3 separate regions of the Sus scrofa genome follow, and all the other regions are linked to region 1. The links are chromatin contacts, called in public Hi-C and HiChIP or PLAC-seq maps. All regions are on one chromosome and are shown on one strand. Each heading gives the region's core, a stretch centred on a gene start, on an enhancer-like site or on the middle of the called end of the contact. The rest is flanking DNA. Distances are from core to core; before and after follow the strand shown.

Region 1 (3,326 bases), core at 422-2,921:
ATTTAATCCTTTAAAAAATATCAAGATAGAGTGTTTGACCCTAAGATTTTCTGCTACAGCAGAGTTAATAGTTGCCTTCAATTTCGGGGGAAATATTCTAGTTGGCGTGCCCAGTGAGTCCCTTGCTACTTCATTAATTGTGTGAGTCAACATTTTTTTTTTTCAAGGATTTCATCTTTCCTTTCATCTTTCCCTATGTTTCAACTACCTTCCCTCTATAGTTATCCCGGCATAAGGAATGCTAAATTTGGCAACACTCCCATATAAACAGTGGACCAAAGTCTAGCTATTTTTGAACCAAGAAACTTTGCTAATATATTCATGCTTTCATCACCCCCCCCCTTGGTGTGGTAGTTTATGTGTGTGCACACGCATACACACACACAGACACGCACACTTTAATTACTTGTATCTCTCTGGGATCACAGGGATAAGGATTTGAAAGATGTGTTTCCACAGACTTCATCCCTCCTGAAGGATTCAGTGACATGGAAATAGGCTCTTCTATTTCTTCTAAAACTGGGTGTAACTAGAACATATTCTAAAAATAATTGCCTCCCCCTCCCCTCCTAAGAAGCCAAAATAGCACATTTATTTTTTCCTACACCACCTACTCCTCTTTAAAAGATGTTTCATAAAATCTTAGTACTGAAAGGAACATGTAAGGGCCATCTGGGTGGTTCTTTTACTACTCGATCAAACATGATAAATGAAGTCAATAAAGACATATTTACTGTTGAATGAATGACCTAATTTTGTCAAACTCTCAACTTTTTCAATTAGCTTAAGCTTCTCACACTCTAGGTAAAAGCAAAAAACATGAAAACATACAGTCTTTTTTTTAAACACTCAAGAAGTTTGGGTATTTTTTTTTCAAAAGGTCAAGGAAATTGTGGAAGTACGGCCCACTGCTTGGTGCTAAACAAGGACTGATCTAAACAAGGACTGATCTAGAATATTTTCCCCATTTTAGCTGTCATAAACCCCAAGACATAAGTCTAAGATAAATTACTAGCAAAACACAGGGACATACTATCATTCCTTTTCAACCATGTCCTAAAAGGATCGACTTAAATGACTCAGAAGATTCAATTAACAAGATAATTGATTTATCTGCTTAATTGCGACTCCCTCTCAAGGCTACTTTCTGCTTAGCAGGACTGATTTATCCTGTGTTGTGTCTGTCTAAACATTACATTTAAGCAAGGTTTATCTCTAAATCAAAGACTAGATCCAATTTTTAAAACCTGAGATTGTATTTTGTTCTGTTTTGTTCCAAGAAAGAGAGCAATGAAAGACAAAAAGAGATGTGTGTGTGAAATGAGAGTAATTCAGCAGGTAAGAATTGCAAGAAAGAAAATATATTGCTCGGGATCGTTGTAATTTGGTTTGAAGGTCCCCGAGATGATGCAACTCCGGGATCATTCTTTGTTTCCTACCAATTTCAGGTTGCAAAAAGAAAGCAGCATCAAAAAACAGAAAGAAGCAAGTGTTGGGTAGTTTCAATAGGACTTGGCAGCTCCCCCTAACTGGGTTAAAACATGGTTCTGAGCACACTGCTAATAGTGTCAGTCACAAATAATAAGATTCTGCATGGTTTTAGTATCTGGGTCTGATTTCGGTTTATTCTGGGAACAAGCCAATCTGTCAGCCCTGGCAATAGGAAAGGAAAAACCAGCACTGCCTAATATTGCCACCTGCTGGCTGTTAGTGGAATCACATGCTCATTCCTTCTTGGAGAAACTTCCTGTTCTACCAAAACCAAAGACCAAAAACTCTCCAGATTAAAGGCAGACAGACATACAGGTCCACTCACCAAGGATATCCTAATTTTCAAAATCATAGGATTGATAAACTATTAGTAAGCCTTGCATTTATCCTTTTTCACCACCGTGTCACTGTATGATTTGTACCAACGAAGCCAAGCTGAGTGGTATTGCCAATCATTTACTGAGTGATAGGAAGATACGTGGTAGTTTTATAAGTTAAAATATTGCCATTTTTCCTCCTCTTGTAACAATCAAACTTCCAAAACATTCTTCATTGTGCCAAGAATCTATAACCACCCTGAAAAGGAAATAGGACAGAATTTTGAGATCCTGTGTGCCGGACTCAATTCCTAGAGATTGTAGGTAAGAGTTCACCACTGCTGACTTGGTTCTGATTCTTAAGAGGGCAAAGGTCTCTGCAACTATACCAACAATGGAAGTGACTTTTTTTTTTTTTTGAAAGTTAGAACGTTTTATTTGTTTTCAGTAAAATTGAAGGAGCATCTGGTTGGCTGAGTCATCATTGATAATAATTATTGATGATAGCTCATCATATGATTTTTTTTATTACTCAAATGAATTTATCACATCTGTGGTTGTATAATGATCGTAACAATCTGATTTCACAGGATTTCCATCCCACAACCCAAGCACATCCCCCCACCCCCCAAACTGTCTCCTCCGGAGACCGTAAGTTTTTCAATGTCTGTGAGTCAGCATCTGTTCTGCAAAGAAGTTCAGTCTGTCCTTTTTTCAGATTCCACAGGTCAGTGCAAACTGGAAGTGACTTCTTTTTTTTTTTTTTTTTTTTTTTTTTTGTCTTTTGTCTTTTTTGTTGTTGTTGCTATTTCTTGGGCTGCTCCCGCGGCATATGGAGGTTCCCAGGCTAGGGGTTGAATCGGAGCTGTAGCCACCGGCCTACGCCAGAGCCACAGCAACGCGGGATCCGAGCCGCGTCTGCAACCTACACCACAGCTCACGGCAACGCCGGATCCTTAACCCACTGAGCAAGGGCAGGGACCGAACCCGCAACCTCATGGTTCCTAGTCGGATTCGTTAACCACTGCGCCACGACGGGAACTCCTGGAAGTGACTTCTTATGTGAGTCTGAAATGCTGACCATTCGACGCCTGTTTTGGGAGGGTGTAGAAGTAGGAAGGAGACCGATACCAGGATTTAAAGGACATTGATCTTCTTCGCATGTGTCACCCTGGGCCAAGCAACAACGGAAACACAATAGGTGGCAAACCTCAGCTGCAACAGCAGGCATTGTTACAAAGTGGTGTTGAGATGCGGAAAAGACGACAGTCCAAAAGTTCCTGAGATTCTGGACCTTTGGGGAGAGAGGGTTTCATTTTCCATGGTGGACAGCGGAGGCTTGGGGTGTACATACAGCCTTCTCACAATGAAGGGAGATCCAAGAGGAGCTACAACAGGGGGCCGCAGGGCACACCTGCCTCTGCCAGCACGGATCCGAGGCCAGTGGTCACCTTCTCACAGGCCATGTACTGTATGCCAGGTAGCCCGAGGATCAAAGTGAAAAGGAAGAATAGTGCC
Region 2 (3,326 bases), core at 317-2,816, 200 kb before region 1:
TTCATGGATGCTGCTGCTGTGGGCAAAGGAGCCAGAGTCACTTGTGCCTCCGTGACTGGAGGATGACATTGCAGGCCTGTTGTTGCCTGGTTCCCTGTAGCCTTAACCACTGCTTTGGCCAAGAACCCAGAGTCACATACATCACCTATTCTGCTGCTACCACCAGGTTTTCTGAGGTGGTGGGCTCACCTGTTGTGTCTGGGGATCAGGATTGCACGCACTGCCTCCACTGTTTTTCTCATTCTGCCTCCTCTGTGTTTTAGTCCATCCACCTTTATGTACAGGTGCGTGGAATTCTCTAGAACCTTGGTGTATTGGGAGAGACATTTTTTGTTGAGTTACGGATTTTTACTGCTTTTGGATTGAAGGGAAGAAACAAATGGAGCTTCTCACACTGCTATGATGCTGACTTCACTCTCTGACTTTTTTTAACTAAATTGGTCAGAATTTAAGTATTGCATCTAGATAATTTATATATATATATAATGTATAGGCAATTTTACACACACACATATATATAAATTTGGCCGCATCCATGGCATGCAGAAGTTCGTAGGCCAGGGATCAAACACACACCACAGCATTGATTCAAGCTACTTCAGTGACAATGCCAGATTTTTAACCCATAGCACCATAAGAGAACTCCCTATTTTATACACACAGACAGTTGTTTTTTTTTTTTTTTTTTTTTTTTTTTTTGGATACCTGCAGCATATGGAAATTCCCAGGCCAGGGATCTAATCTGAGCCGCAGTTGCAACATGCACCACAGCTGTGGCAACACTGGATCCTTAACCCAGTATGCCAGGCTGGGGATCAAACCCATGCCTCAGCAATGACCCAAGTCACTGCAGTCAGGTTCTTAACCCACTGTGCCACAGCAGGAACTCCTTACATATTTTTAATATAGAACATGACTGACTTTTTTGGGGTTATAGGAGGCTTTTGTTCTATATTTGTACTTATCATTTAGATATAAACTGTAGAAATAACTGAATCATTTTTATAGCCCTTCCTCATTTGTTTCCCCTGTTACTCATTTCTTTCCAATTCATTCTTTACATTAATTCCAGAAATGATTTTTCCAAAAGCGCAACTTTGATCATTCATTTTCCCATTCTAGTAAAACAAAATAAAGTAATATTTTTATTTACCATAACCTACCAAATACAAAGAGCACTACTGACTCCATTCTATTCATGCTTTATTTCCCACTAGACTTTGTGTACCCTACTCTCCCACCAAACCAAAATTCTCAGTCTACCCAAGTATTCCCAATCCTTTGCTCATTCCATTCTCCTGCCTATATCCACCTTGTTCAGATATCACACCACTTTTTAGCCCTGTTTCTGTTCCTTAAAGGTGAGTGATTCCTATTTTGGTGAACTTAGAGCTCTTTTCTGTGTGCCTTTTTCTATTTGTATTACAGTTATACATGTACATGATTCATTCCCTTTAACGTAAACTTCTTGAGAGGCTTTTTGGGTCATGTTTTAATCTATCTTGAATCCTTCGCAACATTACTACTCACAGTGTGGTTGTTTTGGACCAGCCACTGGTCTTAAGAATTTGTCACTGGCCCAGGACAAGATAAAAGGCTGGCATCAGAGTATAAGTCAGTTGTGTCACTATGCACAATGGTTCAGCTGACTGAACTGTTTATTTATGAAACAAGACTTTGTTATAGAAGGAAATGTGTTCATTTATATTCTGGTACAAACATCCTAGCAGATTGGTGCTTTAAGCAGCATTACTTTTACTACCTAAGAAAAAAGCAGGTTCCTAATAAATGAGTCACAAGATATTTGTTCCTGTCAGTTGTTATATAATTACACATATTTTTCTGTTTTCAAAATTCACTGATTATTACTTTGGCCTGGAAGGGTGAGTATTATACTAAATATTAAGAGGCAGTAGACTAATGTGTATTCAACCTAAAAGAAGGGCTAAAATTTCTAAGAATAATCTTAGAAGAGTCTTCTTAATTTATCCCATCAAGTTCAAATTTGAGTTATCTTAATAAAATGTTTCAGTTGACTTTTCATAGAGGGAAACCATGTGTTAACTTCCTAGAGACCAGAAATCTAATCTTCATTAGATCACAGGATAGAATTTGATTCCTAGAAATATACTTAAAAACTAAATAGGAAATTCCCAATTTTTCATGTTATTGCTATAGATATATTAAATACAGAAATATATATCAGTACATAGACTTGCATTACTTTTTATGGTCTTTATATGGCTGTCAGTAATGTAACTAGAAGTTGTATAAAGGAAGAAAAGGGAAGGAAAACTCAGTAACCTTTTTTTACAAAGTCATTGCGCCATGGATAGGGCAGTGGAGTAATGATAGATGATCTAACTAAATTGTGTTAAAAATCGTTTACAAGAGGGAGTTCCCATTGCAGCTCAGTGGTAACAAACGCAACTAATATACGTGAGCATACGGGTTCAATCCCTGAGCTTGCTCACTGAGCTGTGCTGTAGGTCGCAGGCATGGCTTAGATCCGGCATTGCTGTGGCTGTGATGTAGGTTGGTAGCTGCAGCTCCAGGGGCCCCTAGCCTGGGAACTTCCATATACCACAGGTGCAGCCTTAAAAAGAAAAAAAAAAATTGTTTTAGAAAGTATGAATATATGCCTCTGGGCATATAAAGTGAAGATTTAAACTAAATGTAATCATAAATGATGATGATATAATAATGTATGAAAATGGTGTGATAATCGTCACTAAGAAACAGAAAAAAAGAAGCAACTTAGAGAAATCCAGATCTTCCCAGTAAAAATATGTTGGACGACTTGTAGCCAGTACCAAATTAATTCAAGGAGATGGCTGTAAGTTTTGGAACCAGCCTAAACCCAACCATTTGTTTAGAATGTTTGCTATTTGTTTTAGGGTTTTCTGGTGGGAGAGGAGGCATTTGTTGAACCTATCTTTAGTTTTGAGGAATCTTGTTTTTTATCATTTTACTTGATTGTTAATTAAAATTTTGAGTAGTAGTAAACATACACATGGTTCAAAAATTCAAAATTATAGAAATATGTGCGGGGAAAAGTTTGGGTTTTTTGTGGTGGGTTTTTTCCTTTTCTTTTTTTTTTTTTTTTTTTTTAATCTTTTTGCCTTTTCTAGGGCTGCTTCCTGCGGAATATGGAGGTTCCCAGGCTAGGGGTCCAATCAGAGCTGTAGCCGCTGGCCTATACCAGAGCCACAGCAATGCAGGATCCAAGCCTCGTCTGCAACCTACACCACAGCTCACAGCAACGCTGGATCATTAACCCACTGAGCTTTGAGGCCAGGGATTGAACCCGCAACCTCATGGTTCCT
Region 3 (3,326 bases), core at 378-2,877, 170 kb before region 1:
GGAACATATATGGTCTAATATAGGTGTTACATAGGAATGTGGGACCAGGGCATATGTGGTGATGAAGTCAAAGAGGCTGGAAATAGAGTGACCTACAAGAGTAAGGAATTTTGACCTTTTTTTTTTCTTTTAAATTGAGATATAATTTGACATGTAACATTATATTAATTTCAGGTATACAATAGAATGATTTGATATATGTATATATTGCAGAATGATCACAATAAGTCTAGTGAACATTCATCACCACACAGTTAAAATTTTTTTTCTTGGGATGAGAACTTTTAAGATCTATGCTATTAGCAACAGTATTGTTAACATCACCGGATGTACATTACGTCCTCATGATGTAATTATTTTGGAAGTCTGTACCTTTTGACCACCTTCACCCATTTTGGCCATTCCCCACCCCTTGCCTCTGGAAACCACCGATCTATTCTCTGTTTCTATGAATTTAGTTGTTATTTAATTTTATGTTTTAGATGCCATATATAGGTGAGGTCATATGGTATTTATTTTTCTCTGACTTAACTTCACTTTGCATAATGCCCTCAGGGTCCATCCATTTTGTTACATATGGCAAGGCTTCATTTTTTTTAAATGGCTGAGTAATATTCCATTGGATTTATATATAATCACATTTCCATTCATCCATTGATGAAGACTTAGGTTGCTTTCATATCTTGCCTGTTGTAAAAAAAGCTGCAGTGAACACGGGGGGTTCCTGTATCTTTTTGAGTAAGTGTTTTCGTTTTTTTTAGATAAATACCCAGAAGTGAAATTGTTGGAATTGGCAGTTCTATTGGCAGGAACCTCTAGACTGTTTTCCATAGTGGCTGCATCTATTTACATTCCCACCAGCAATGCACGGTGATTTTCTTTTCTCTCCGTCCTTGCTAACACTTGTTATTTCTTATCTTTTTGATGATAGCCCTTCTAACAGGCATGAGGTGGTATCTCACTGTGGTTTTGATTTGCATTCCCCTGATGATTAATGATGTTGAGAACCTTTTCAGGTACCTGTTGGCTATCTTCTGTCTTCTTTGGAAAAATGTCTGGATCCTCTGCCCATTTTTTAATTGAATTGTTTTTGCTACTCAGTTATATGAGTTCTTTATGTATTTTGGATATTAACCCCTTATCAGATACATGATTTGCAGATATTTTCTACAGTGTGGTAGGTTGTCTTTTTGACTAGTTTAGAAATAAGAAACATTTCTGTCTTTTGAGGAGAGAAGTTACACAAGGACAAAAGAAAATTACACATACAAAACTTGAGGGAAGTGGTAGGGGAAGAAGGGCTGCTTCTGAATGAGATGAGAGTGTTGGTAAGTGGAAAGAGGAAAAATGAGAGGAAATGTGAAGATTCAGGATTGAATGAATACATAATAGAAGAGGGATAATCGATAGGGCAAGATCTTGTGTTATTATAGCATCGACTCTATTTTTGTGTGGAAAATGTGTATATTAAAAGCATCCTAGAAATATGTTTGCTATTTGTCTATAGTAACATCTGAAAACACATTTGAAAGTGCTTTAGAATAGGCACTTAAAGAAAGGGCCAGATATTAAATATTGTAGGCTTTGTGGGTCACATGTGGTCTCTATTGCATATGCTTCTGCTTTTCTTCCTTTGCTTTCTTCTTTTTCCTTCCTCTTTAAAACTGTAAAATCATTCTTAGCTCATTTGCCATACTAAAAACAGGCCATTGGCCAGATTTGGCCTGTAGGTCATAGTTTGCTGACCCTTGCTTTAGAACTTAATTATCCTAATAGAACATTTGGTTCCACCACCCGACCAAAAAAAACCCTTTTCTCTCTCTCTCTCAATAAGTGAAGACAGAAATAGGTCTTTCTTTGAGAATAAAACATTTTAATACATTTGAATGTATATGACCCCTGACCATCATCACTCAGATTTGTGAAGATAGTCTGTTTCCTTCTCTGGACCATAATGGCAGGTGTAACAAATAATGTTTAACAGAACAAATAATGTTTAACAGAAATAATACTGCGTGACATCTGAAAACAGGATTATGAGAGGTGATACACCTTCTGCCCCTCTCTCCTCTCTTCTTCTCTCTCTCCACATACATTTGGAGCTCTAAGGTGCCGTGTAGTAATAGCTACCCTGAAGTTTCCGTGCTGAAAAGACCATGGGGAGATCACATAGACATAGGGAGAGATGTCTGAGGAAACCCAGCTGTTCCTGCCCCCAGCTATTTTAAGTCTTCCCAGAGCAGGCACCATGCATATGAATGAGCAAGTCCCAGATGATTTCAGTACCAGCTACCATCTGCTGCAAGCTCATGAGACACCCTAAGCAAGAAACTTAGTCAAGCCCCAGAACCATGAGAGACAATAGTAAAACTGTGGTTGTTGTTTTAAGCCAAAGTTTTAGGGTAATTTGTTACATAGCAATAGATAATCAGAAATGATTTTGAGACCTGGAAATGGAGTGTTATTAGAACAAAACCTAAGACATATGGCAGTGGCTTTGCAGCTGAGCTGCCTGCATACGTTGGAAGGGCCTTGAAGAGATTAACAGCAGAAATCTGATGGATCTTGAGGTTGTCAGTAGGGCTTAAAGGAAAGTGAGGAGAAAAGTTATTAAAGCTGGGGGAAAAGCCCTTGTATGATAATGTAGAAATACAAAATACACTTAACGAACTTATAGATAAGCCTGAACAGTTTTCAGGCTAAAGTTTTAAACTTTTACCTGGTTTAAAAGAGCTGATATGAAATACTAGTAATGATGAGCTAGAGAAGAAATTACTCCGTTTTCAAGCAAAATTTTGAGGAAATACATTAAGTCAAAACTTGCTGGGTTAGAAAATAAAACCCTTTTCCGACTGCCAGTCTCTTGCAGCAGCATATTCCCAAAGTAAGGAAAAGGGTCTCAGGACAAAATCAGATTCACATCTCTGTTATAAAAAGTTCTCAGGGTAAAGATGAAGCTAAAGATTTGATTGTGAAATCCTTTTTTAAGACACCAGAAGAGGGAAAAATTTGCAATTTAGGATACTCTACCCAGCAAAGTTATCATTTAGAATAGAAGAGATAATTTCTCAGATAAATAAAAACTTAATATGGCAATGCTAAACTTTTCTAAAGGAAATATTGAAAGGTCTTCTCTAAATAGAAAGGAAATAAGAGTCTTTAGGAAAGATAAAATCACAATTGCAAAAACAGTACACAGATTTAAGAAAAGAAAGAAAATCAAAAAAGACACCAGAAAAATTTAAGGTGGTACTTTACAGGGAGCCCCAGGTAGACAAGATTTGTTGGTGCAGTTTTGTCTAATGAATAAACCTCAATAAGATCAA

The links. Hi-C and Micro-C count contacts between places; a contact is called where the count stands out from the background. HiChIP or PLAC-seq counts read pairs in DNA pulled down with a chosen protein or histone mark.
Region 2: a Hi-C map of alveolar macrophages shows a contact between it and region 1, with 4 times the contacts expected there. The contact joins two enhancer-like sites. A contact is called at or near these places in 1 of 5 promoter capture datasets (liver), 24 of 47 Hi-C or Micro-C datasets (adipocytes, alveolar macrophages, brain and 13 more) and 2 of 2 datasets of contacts at active chromatin or transcription factors (alveolar macrophages and skeletal muscle).
Region 3: an H3K27ac HiChIP or PLAC-seq map of alveolar macrophages shows a contact between it and region 1. The contact joins two enhancer-like sites. A contact is called at or near these places in 14 of 47 Hi-C or Micro-C datasets (embryonic fibroblasts, fetal heart ventricle, fetal skeletal muscle and 8 more) and 2 of 2 datasets of contacts at active chromatin or transcription factors (alveolar macrophages and skeletal muscle).

What each region holds. Positions count from the first base shown.
Region 1 is chr5:27,433,335-27,436,660 of Sscrofa11.1, forward strand. The region is part of intron 3 of PPM1H (protein phosphatase 1H); the gene reads right to left. Among named protein-coding and RNA genes, the nearest start is that of PPM1H, 140 kb to the right of the region's middle. Within about 2 kb of position 1,672, at least 18 of the 83 cell types and tissues checked have an H3K27ac peak or open chromatin away from gene starts, as enhancers often do. A contact at or near this core is called in alveolar macrophages, where this site is marked.
Region 2 is chr5:27,233,260-27,236,585 of Sscrofa11.1, forward strand. All of the region lies in intron 32 of MON2 (protein MON2 homolog), which reads left to right. Among named protein-coding and RNA genes, the nearest start is that of MIRLET7I, 18 kb to the right of the region's middle. Within about 2 kb of position 1,567, at least 7 of the 83 cell types and tissues checked have an H3K27ac peak or open chromatin away from gene starts, as enhancers often do. A contact at or near this core is called in alveolar macrophages, where this site is marked.
Region 3 is chr5:27,265,429-27,268,754 of Sscrofa11.1, forward strand. No RefSeq gene overlaps it. Among named protein-coding and RNA genes, the nearest start is that of MIRLET7I, 14 kb to the left of the region's middle. Within about 2 kb of position 1,628, at least 4 of the 83 cell types and tissues checked have an H3K27ac peak or open chromatin away from gene starts, as enhancers often do. A contact at or near this core is called in alveolar macrophages, where this site is marked.